Regions from separate parts of the Pan troglodytes genome. Here region 1 is linked to region 2. A link is a contact called in public Hi-C data. All regions are on one chromosome and are shown on one strand. The core of a region is the stretch at or near the end of the contact, and the rest is flanking DNA. Distances in the headings are between cores, read along the strand shown.

Region 1 (5,462 bases), core at 2,669-5,168, 1.3 Mb before region 2:
GATCTCAAGTTCTGAATAAACAAAAAGAAATAGAATTCAAGTCTAAATTACCCTGTATTAGGAAGTCAGTTCTCTCTCTCTCTCTCTCACAATTCTCTCCTCCCAAAAAATACTCAAAAGATTATAAAGGTCTTCTTAAATGAAAACAATATATTAGACAGACATACTCACATTATTATCCTGGGGTGATATTCCATTACTGAGTTATTAAGATAAAAACGTTTGAAATACATACAAGCCGTACCCTAAGGGTTAAAAAAAATATATCATCAGGATCTAGTCACAAATGTTAAATGTTAAATTTTGTGAAACAGAACTTATTTATGGAAAGGTTTCTTTGTAGAGATTACCCAGAAAAATACTAATACTCATTAATTCTTCTTTAATCAAAACAAATTGTGATGAATTACTACAGAAATGCCATAGCCAAAAGATTCTTTCCCATCCTTTGCTTGTCTATCCCCAGCCTACACTGGCTAATCCTTCCTATGGTCACTGGATTTAAAAATACGTGTGTGTGTGTGTGTGTGTGTGTGTGTGTGTGTGTGTGTGTATTAGAAATCAGACTATCAAAAATGTTCTGAATTAGATAAATTCAGGAAGAAAAATACAAACGTTCACAGATTAACCAATCTTATAAAAATATTGACAAAAAAACATGGGCAAGGCAATAAGCCTTCTCTCTAAAGCCACTCCATATTTGTGATATAACCATGTATCCATTCCATGATTTGTGATCACTGCTGCCAACTGAATGGCAGAAGCAGCACTACCATTTATTGAATGTATACCATGTGCCAGACTCTGTGCTAAGCACGAAACTATCATCATGTTTTAATCCTTACAACAGCTTGGTGAAGTATTATTATCTCTACAGAGAAGGAAACTGAGTATCAATGAGGTTAACTGACTTATCTAGGTCACACAGCTAATAAGGAACAGGAATGAATTCAAGTAAGACCTGCCTGTACTTTTAACCATTATATCATTTGGCTGGAACCAATGAAATGAACACTTATCTATTTTATGATAGAAAAAAGAATATTTCAAGTATTTTAAAAGTTTAGTTTTGTCATTATGTAAAACAAAAAATTATTCACCAATGATAAACATGTTATTTAAAAATAAATTCCATAAAGAAGTTCATTAAAGGATTTTTTCTTCATTTGATAAGATCACTTAAATTTACTGCCTCATTTTACAGTTCTTTTGTAAGAACAAGCCAAATCTGAAGATATAAACTAATCAAGTATACCTAAAACTCTCTCTGAATCTTTGACATCTCAGATGAAAAAAAAATTGTAAATTCTATGGACTTAATATTTTCAACATACTTCAATTTTTTTTCAACTATAAAAATGGAGATAATTTCCTAGAAAATTATTCTCTACTGGGTCGTAAGCTAGTCACACTGTATAACTTTAAAACTTAACAGACTTTTACTTAAGATATACTTTTATATTTGGTCTTCACAACAAACCAGTGAGAGAATAACGTAAAAACATTTTGAACACCCTCCCACTCTACCTTTTTTATCTTTCTGCTTTTTAATCTCAGCTACCTGTTTCTCCTCACGGTTGCCCACCCCAGCAAAAAACAAATAGGTCCTCAGAACCATACATCTGAAACAATAAGACAATCTTTTTAACCAAAGATAAAACTCCAGCTTCTACTAATCAAGGCTTAAAAAAATCTTATGGTATCAGTTTCAGCTGGGGCATATGATTACCAATGATGAATGAATGCATTATTTCAAACATTTATTGGGTGTCACAGAGTTGGAAAAGCAGTAGTCTATGTTCTAGTCCCAGTCCTATGGCTCACTAGTTGAGAACTTAGAGGAAAGTAACTTATTTTTTTTCTTTCTTTATGACATTACCTGACCTCAAATTTTTTTCTGACCACAAAGTGAGACTTGAAATACTTTTGAAGATATGATACAGCAACTCATGATTTAAGGCCTGTATTGAAAAATATATAATGTGCCAAAAACTAATTAATTGTAACTAAGGTGAATTTTTAAGACTTGAGTGGACAGGGAATTTAGAAGAGGTCACATTTCACAAGCCAACTAAAGGACATTATATTTCATCACCACTGTAACTTACCACAACAGACCTTGGCATTGCTGGCTTAAACACCGAACAGAATTCCAATAACCTTTTCTCATAGTATTTGCAGAGTGTCATTTCTTCATGAGGCTCAAGAAAGACTGGATCATTCGGAAGAACCTTTAGATCAACAATTACAACACAAGTTCAATGAATTCAATGAATTAAACAATTGTAAAACATTTTTCTCTATCTAGATTAAATTTAGTTTATATATCCAACGAAGGGTATATATCACGCCTCATTTTCTTTATAGATTCGCTAATCATTACACAAAATAGCTGTAGGAAAATATTTAATAAACTAAAACTGTACCATCATTTCACGACTTTTCGGAATGTGAGCTAGAACTTTGCTTCATTAAAGTATAAACAATCATGACAGGCTGTGTGCACATGCTCACAGTTGTGATATCATTATTTATAAATTAAAAAGTAGACAGACTTTTAAAAATATGATTGGAAAGCTTCCAACATCCGTTTCTCGGTCAGTCATTACGTCACAAGTTGTAAAAAAACGGCAAATGTTTCGATTAATTTCTGTTATTTTAAGCTACCCAGTTTGTGGTGATTTTTTTAAGGCAGCCCTTAGGAAACTAATTCAGGTGCTAAAATCAGTGATATGAAATAGATGTGAATTAAAGGTAGAAAGTAAAGTAACTCAGTATCGGTAATTTGGAGGCACTGAACACTTGCTGGAGTGGAGCTTGTAGGAAAGATTAAACCAGTCCGAGAGCTGTAACAGAAGGAACTTGGCTAGCGGGCCATAGTCCAAACCATCTTCAGTCACTTGGTTTGTACTTGGTCTCTGGTCTCCCTCCCTCATCCAACCCATTCACCACGAGGTTGCTAGAGCGCTGTTTCCAGAACGGAAATCTGATAAGGTTAGCTTCCCATTTTAAATATTTCAAAGGTTCCTCATCCTTTCAGTGGAAATGTTAAACGCCTCACTTCCACTTACAAGTTCCCTTCCTACCCTCCCCAGCCATTCCTACACAGGTACTCAACTTCGGCCACATACGACCACAAACACGTCCACGCACCATCTCTGTAACTTCTGACCTCTCTCCCACTCTGAACGGTGGTTCTGACTGCCTGGAACGTCCTTTCCCATTTTCTCCGCATTGGCTACTGGGAAAAACCTTCCCCAACATCACCTCTTGACAAGTGAACGGCTCTTGCCACGCACTACCTTAGCACACTACTTACTCTCTTCTTCACTGCGTTACAAAGACTGGTTACTTGTCTGCCATTCGACGACGGGGATGGCGTTGTTCGTCTTTGTACCCACGGAACCTGGCAAGGTGCTCGCTTATTTTGATAGATAAACGCACTCCGCGCCGCAGAGGCAGAGAAATGACGGAGCGAGATTGTCCTGGGAGCCAGAAGAGCTCCCGCAGCTGCTCAGAATTTAGTGACCGGGCAACTGGGCAACCGTTGGGAAAACCTCACCTTCCCGTTGGCCACGGCTTTGCATCTGAATTTGCGGTTGGCGTCGGCCCGCAGTCTTGCCAGCTGCTCCTCGCTGGAGAAAGTCCAGTGCCGCTTCTGACTACTGTTGTGGTACATTGTGGAATCGTGACCAGGTCCAGAGAGTCTGCAGACGAGAACCCAAACGCATCAGCGTCCTGGCGTAAAACACCCTTACCCCCACCGAAGATCTCGCGGAAGCCTAGGGCGTCCGGCCAGCCGGCGCGGGCGCGCTGACGCCACGATTACGAGGCCAGCCCGTACGCAGTTGCATTTCCGGAACGGACTAGGAAGAGACCGTATCCCGGGTTCGTTAGGACGCCCGCTGAGACGTAGGTGGGCGGAGCCTAGAGAACGCGCCTCTCAGTGAGCCTGGGACATAGCTCCGCCCCTTCCAGACAAGATTTAAAGGAGAAGCGCCCGGCAAGAGTGTTCAAGCGGCATAAACTGAGGGTATGGAGTAGGCAGATGTAAATTCACAGGGGATAATCAGAAATGAGGAAAGGATTTCGTAGGGTGCTCATTTTTAAATAGAGGCCTCACTGAAGTTGACATTTGTGAAAAGGCTTGAAAAAGTTGAAATAGTAGGTTGATCAATCATGTAGGGAGATCACGGAACCCAGAAAGAATAGGTAAGATCTTCAGGCAGAAGCATTCCTAGCCCTTTTCAGGAAGAGTTTGGAGACCAGTATTCTTGAAGCACTACCAGAAATCTCAGAGAATGGAACATGGCTGAAAAACTTGAAGCAGTGGATGCGTATTGGCCCTTACAGTTCTGCCACTTTTGTTGCCTTGTCTGTTCTTTCTCTGTGTTTTTTTTCCTTACCCTTCTGTTGATAACTAGCCAATCCTCTCCCTCTGTTTTCATCTCTGAAGCCAGGATGTATGGTAGTATTCGTTTTGTTGAGATTCCCATTTTCATTGCCTCTAGGGAGCCTTACAGTAAGCTATCATGAAAATTAAGGTATTTACTATTTCTTAAATTACTAGGACTTTCAAAATTGCAGGTGAGGTTCAAAATTTACATTGATTCTGGTTTGTCCCATTTAGGCATACCTTATTCTCTCATGTATTTATTATATATCCAATCCGAAAAATGGATTTCCCTATGGCAAATAGCTTTTCCAAAAAATAAATAAATAAAAAGAAAGAGAAAGATGATGAGACCTAGAGAATTTAGGTCTTGAAAAGCCCACACAGGTAAAAAGAAGAAGTGGCAGGATGACTTTAACTCTGCTTTCTATGAAAATGTTTTTAGGGGCTTAAGAAAGGGAAAGCCTTTTCTTTTTCATTTTTGTTGGGTACAGTTGAGGTTAGAGTTTGCCACAGTTATCTGAATTCCTCAAACTTATGCCATTTGTGGTTTATAATTTTGGAGAGCCACACACTCAACATATGTGGCTAACCTGATCTCATAAATTGGCTAAGAAAAGAGAGAAAAAGAGAGAAGATCAAATGGCATGGCAAATTGATTACAATGAATTGTGAACAACCTAAAATGTTGCATGTTGGGGAAAGAATAATTTAAAAGAGAAAAACATAATGGTACAAAAGATAGGAAAATAAGTGATCTAGATAATTAAATGTCTATATAAAGTCTTAGACTCATGACAGTTATATATATCATATAAACTCTTTTCATTTTGTTTTTCTGAAAGATATTTGACAACTCCTTAGTTTTATGTAAAGGAAAATAAAAATAGGTATTTAAAAGAGTTGGCAGACTGTGATTTCCACAGAGATATGAGTAAAATTTCTGAATGTCATTTAGGAAAAATATATGAAAAACCTGGCATTGCTGGTGTAATTTTTTTTAAATCTTGAACAAATTTTAGTCCATGAAAATTGACATTGATCTTATTTTTCAGATGTAGTAGGAATT
Region 2 (5,430 bases), core at 1,589-4,088:
CAGAGGAGCCGGAGGGGGCGACCCGAGGCCCCGCGCCCCGGCTCTGCGCTGGGGGGTGGTGCTGGCTATTTCTCTCTGCTCCCAACTATTACATTTCTTTTTTCCTTCGTCTTGGCTAGAGTTATACGTTTTATGTGTGGGGCGATTTAGAAAATAAAATTGGACTATATAAGCTATTCCATATATAAAAAAGAACCCGAAAAGCCTCGCGTTTTTTCTCTTGTGTTTTCCTCACTTTTCTTTTTCTCAAACTGCAAAATTTTAGTGCCTGAATGGCGAATGGGGAAAAGGACTGGCCGGAGACTGAGGCACGGAAGGGAGGTCTGAAAGTGAATTTTTCAATGCGTAGTTTACCCTTGATGTCGCATTCCATCTTAAATGGCCACTATGATGATAATCTGAGCAGTAATATTAGTCGATTTTCCTGCTCTACACTGCGGCTTGGAGAAGTCTTGGGAATCAAACGGCATGAACTTAGATTCCTGTTAAACAACTTTTCAATGAGGGAGGAGGATATCGAATACCTCACTCAGTCTTCGGGAATGGAGCCTTCAAAAACACTTTTGTGAGGCCGGGCGCGGTGGCTCACGCATGTAATCCCAGCACTTTGGAAGGCCAAGGCGGGCGGATCACGAGGTCAGGAGTTCAAGCCTTGCCAACATGGTGAAACCCCGTCTCTACTAAAAATACAAAAATTAGCTGGGCATGGTGGCGCGCGCCTGTAATCTCAGCTACTCGGGAGGCTGAGGCAGGAGAATCGCTTGAACCGGGACCCGGGAAGCAAAGGTTGCAGTGAGCGGAGATCGCGCCACTGCACTCCAGTCTGAGCTACAGAGCGAGACTCCGTCTCAAAAAAAAAAAAAAAAAAAAGAAAGAAAAAAAAAAGAAAGAAAGAAAAGAAAAGAAAAGAAAAAACCCTTGTGAGCCGCCTAAAAACCGTCCTGTGAGCATCTCATCCCCACACTGGCGCTGCCACCCGCACGGACCTTCCAACTTCGCACTGTTCCATTTTCTCTATGTGCTTTTCGGCCCATCCTTGGAGTTGCTCTGTAAGAAGGACTTTCGGAGTGAAACTCCACAGTGCGGTTCAAAGACACGCTTAGGATGCCCCGGGATGGAGAGAGGACTGAGCTTGGACTGGAATTCCTGGAACAGACGAGGGCTTGTGAGCTTGGCCCAGGCACTGAGGACAGCATACTCTTCCCGACAAGGGCATCTGGGTCGAAAGAAGGTGGAGCGGGTCTTCGGCAAAGGCGAAACCCTGGAGAACGCTGCCCCACCCCACCCTGTAAGCGTGGACGAGTAATAATCTCCCGGCCTCAGTTTCCACCCTCTGCTTTAGATCAATTTTAAGAAGCTTTATTTTTTCTAAGATGATTTTCCCTACATATTTCTTGTCTCCCTCACTGCCATTCCCGCCCCTCCCCCCCAAAATACATTGTAAATCTTTTTCCTCCTACGGTTAATTTTAAAGAACCACAAAAGTTTGCATAAGACAGAATTTACCTGCCCATATATTTCTGTTGAAGGTGGAAAATTGTTTTTACGTGGCAAGTTTTATTTCTATTGATTTCTAAAAATTTTATCTGGAAAGAATTTGGCTCATGAGCTAAATAATATAGTTACCATTTGCTTAATAATTTTTAAGCTCTAGGCATTGAGGTAAATGCTTTATATATTTTTTCTTACTCAGTCTGAGAACAACCATGTAAAATAGGGTTTTTCCTTCTGTTTTTCTTCCTCCCTCTCTTCTTTCCAATTTGAAAACTGAGGCAGAGACATTAAATGGCTTTCACAAAGGTATAGAGCTAGTAAGTAGCAGAGGCAGAGTCTGAACACAACTACCAACCGCTAAGTGGAAGCTCTTAGCAGAGGTCAGCCGGGTTTTCAAGTGAGGCTATAACTGCTGAAGAGTGGCCCTTCAACCTATGGTACTTGGTTGCCCATTATAAAGGAAAGCTGTGTAGTAATTTGACTTTTTATACCTTAAGAAATAATCACGGCAAAAAAAAAACCCTAAAAATAATCTTTAGCTGTTAAGCAATCATCATATTGCTAGTTGTAGTGCTGTTATTCATATTTTGCAACTGTTTATATATTATGAGATAAAGCAAGTAAGTCATTATATTGGTGTCTTACAGAACTGAAATTTTTCATTATAAGTAAAAAGGAGATACAGGTGGAAGATTATTGAAATCAAATAAAAATCTTATAGCCCTGGAAAGAAAAAAAAAGGAAAGCTATGGTTAAGAAGCAAGAGTAGAAGCTGTGAGTAGTTACTACCAGTACAGAAAGCTTGAAACAGACTTGTATTCCCACCCCAATCAATGCTTCTCACAGGAGCACATTGAATCCTCTGTTATGTTAATTCTGGCAATCTCTATGTCTTCTGGGTCCTACCATCAAACCTCTGAAAGCAATTCAAACATTTTGCCACTCCCTTTGACCGTTTATTTTTTAAATCTGAGATTAGAATTGTGGAACACATAGTGGATTGATATAAAGAGGAAAATCAAGCACCAGGAATAAAGATTATAAAAGAGTGAGCTCCTTGAAGGTTGTTGGTAATAGACCAATCATGCCAACACACAAAAAATTAAATACTACTTTAATGAAATTTCATACTTTTAATAAATTACTTTCATCTTGTTAGTTCTGATCTAGAATATCTTTGTATTTAACATAAATGAGATAAAATTATAAAAAGAGATTCATCCTCTATTTTACATTATAACATGCATAAAGTAAAATTTCAAAAATTTAAATAAATGTGTCAGAATATTCATGGAAAGTATTCAGCTGTGAGATTATGTACTTATTTGAATAAAGTGTCTTTTTACAATATATTTGGATTCTTCTATTTCTCCGCTTCCTCCTTTTTTCCTCCTCTATCTCTCATCCTCATTTTTCTCCTCCTCATCCATTTTCCCTTTCTCTTCCTCCCATTCATTTTGTCATTAGAATCTATTTCTGAGACACATGAGAAAATGAACCTCATTAGTTTATTTTTTCCTTAAAATGGTATTTTTGAAAAAAAAAAGCAGAAGATGTCACCTTCAACTGAGGATGATATGCCAATTTGAATAGCATATCCTCTGACTGTTGCAGACATTCAGAACTATGTGTGCCATCCCAAAGAAGGTCTTCAATGGCAGCTATTTTTTAAAATGTTGTTTTACAGTCACATTCGATTTACTATTAGATTATCCTCGAATTAAAATAGCTGATACCATAATACTAAATACTAACATTTTAAAGCTATTGTTATGATGTGTTTACCATTGCCATTACTTTTAAAACCAAGGAAAGCACAAAGTCTGGTAAGACACAATCAGCAGTGAGATACAATCACAACACCACATAAGAGAAATGTAATGTATCATAGCTAGCCCTAGAAAAATAACATTCATCTGCTTTGTAATCTCTCAGATTTGATTGCAGCAAGGAAATATTTATACTTTCATGCAAAAACACATGAGAACCACGGTTTAGAATGGCTAAAATTTTGAGCAAAAAATAGTTTTGTCTTCATCACGTATTGTGTATTGAGCTTTTTTTGTTTTTCTCCTTCATCAACAAACTTAGCTTACCTTTCTTCTAATCTTTGAGGGCCCTGCTCTTTGCTTCCCAAGGTAATGACTGGGTCATTTGATAAAATGAGCCTAGGCTAATGTATTGATGGTTATAAATGTGTTAATGTGCAAATCTTTGGCCACAATTCCTTCAAGCTTTTCAAATCAGATATGAATCTTAATGAACACGTTTGGAGGGAATACTCTTTGTTGTCTAACTTTAGTAAGGGGAACATAATGGTACTACATAAACTCACTCTTTTAAGGCTGGCCTGTCATAAATGCTTAAATACTCATCAGTGCAATTATGAAGAAAGCCCATTAGGGAAAGAATTGAAACCTAGCATATCTGGAACATAAGATAGCTGAATTAAAAAAAAATAGCTAAGACAGATTTAAAATTTAGACAGTAGAAGACCCATTTATAATTCTTAGACATTAATTTTAAAAGATCATTCAATGACAATTTAAATTATTGGGCTTGTGCTAGAAAGAAGACTACTCTTCTCCTATGTTGAAACCACATTCACCTTTCTGTCCCCAGAACACTTGCTTCTTCCCTTTATAATTGGTGTTCTCTATGCATGGAACACTTCCCACAGAAATTAACATGATTGCATGCTCATTGCATTCTCAGGAAGCATTCCTAGGCCAAACTAGCTCAACCCATTACCCCATCACTCTCTACCACATTTGTATTTTAAAAATAGAATCTGTAATAATCTGAAAGAGCTTTGTTTCTATATTCGTTTACACTTTTAAATATACTTCTATTACAGGAACCACCAAGAGGTCAGGGACTTTGCCTGCCTTACTCATTACACAGCAGATACTCAGTAAATATTGAATAAATGATTAAATATGTCTATTTGTGATATAGGTCATCTTTTGGATATCTCGATCATTAGCCATTCTTCATTTGTATATATTATGCATACAAAAAAACACCAGTTCTGTTTTGTTTTCTAGTAACAATACATTTCTTAACCAGAAGCTAAAGTGGTTTGGGAGAAGGCAGAACCTGGTTTAGAAATTAATGCAGAGAAATAGCTAGTTGGAAAGAATACTTGCTATGTACACCATTTCTTTTAGAAGACAACTTGCTAGTAGCAAGGGATTGTGTTACGCATAGATTTTACAAAATATCAAGAGTATAGTAATCATTGAATACTTGCATTCATTTATTCATTAATTCAGCAAACATCCATAGTATGGCACTCTATGGTTGGTGCTGTGCACACAAAAATAATTAACATGATTCTCTCACAAGTTAGAGGTACAGTGACAGTCACCATCCTTTTAGGTAAAACTGCAAGCAGGAAAAATAAACTGTAGTGCATCTAGTCATTTTTCCATTTGCTTTCATTTCCTTCCTTCTTTAGGCACCCTTTGTATCTGGCTTCCTTGTTTCTTCAATCAACTGTAGAAAAGTATCTGATAAAATTTCATACTAAAGTGTAAGAGATTTATATTGGCTATGTCCTAGAGATATTTACTTTATATCAAATTAGAAAGCAAATGAGAAACTCTCTAATTATGGACTTTCCAAACCAGACAGGAGAAGGTAAAATTATTTTTAAAGCCGCTGTTCCTGAAATCACACCGCCTAGGAAACTGATTAATTTGTTTATTCATTAACTTTGAGAACTTCACATTGAGCAACAAAAGGAGACTTCTGTAAGATATAATTGGTGAGACTCCATGGACACTTCTAAAACTAAGTAAGTTCCTTCAATGCATGTAACATTTGGAGAGAGGATACTTTTGGTGTGTTCCTTTCTCTTTTTTTTCCCCTTTCCTTCTTTTCTTCCTCCCTTCTTTTTCTTTCCTCCTTCTCCTTTCTCCTCATCCTCTTCCT

What was found. A called contact is a pair of places that touch in the nucleus more often than the background predicts.
Region 1: a contact with region 2 is called in a Hi-C map of induced pluripotent stem cells, with 3 times the contacts expected there. The contact joins the promoter of CCNH here to the promoter of LOC112209211 in region 2. A contact is called at or near these places in 3 of 7 Hi-C or Micro-C datasets (induced pluripotent stem cells and stem cell-derived neural progenitor cells) and 1 of 1 datasets of contacts at active chromatin or transcription factors (stem cell-derived excitatory neurons).

The regions. Positions count from the first base shown.
Region 1 is chr4:28,736,998-28,742,459 of NHGRI_mPanTro3-v2.0_pri, reverse strand. CCNH (cyclin H) reads right to left here and starts at 3,918. Exons shown (of 9, transcript NM_001082413.2): 1 at 3,563-3,918; 2 at 2,109-2,231; 3 at 172-245. The coding sequence starts at 3,679.
Region 2 is chr4:27,449,697-27,455,126 of NHGRI_mPanTro3-v2.0_pri, reverse strand. It overlaps LOC112209211, which reads right to left and starts at 2,838. Exons shown (of 5, transcript XR_008547911.2): 1 at 1-2,838.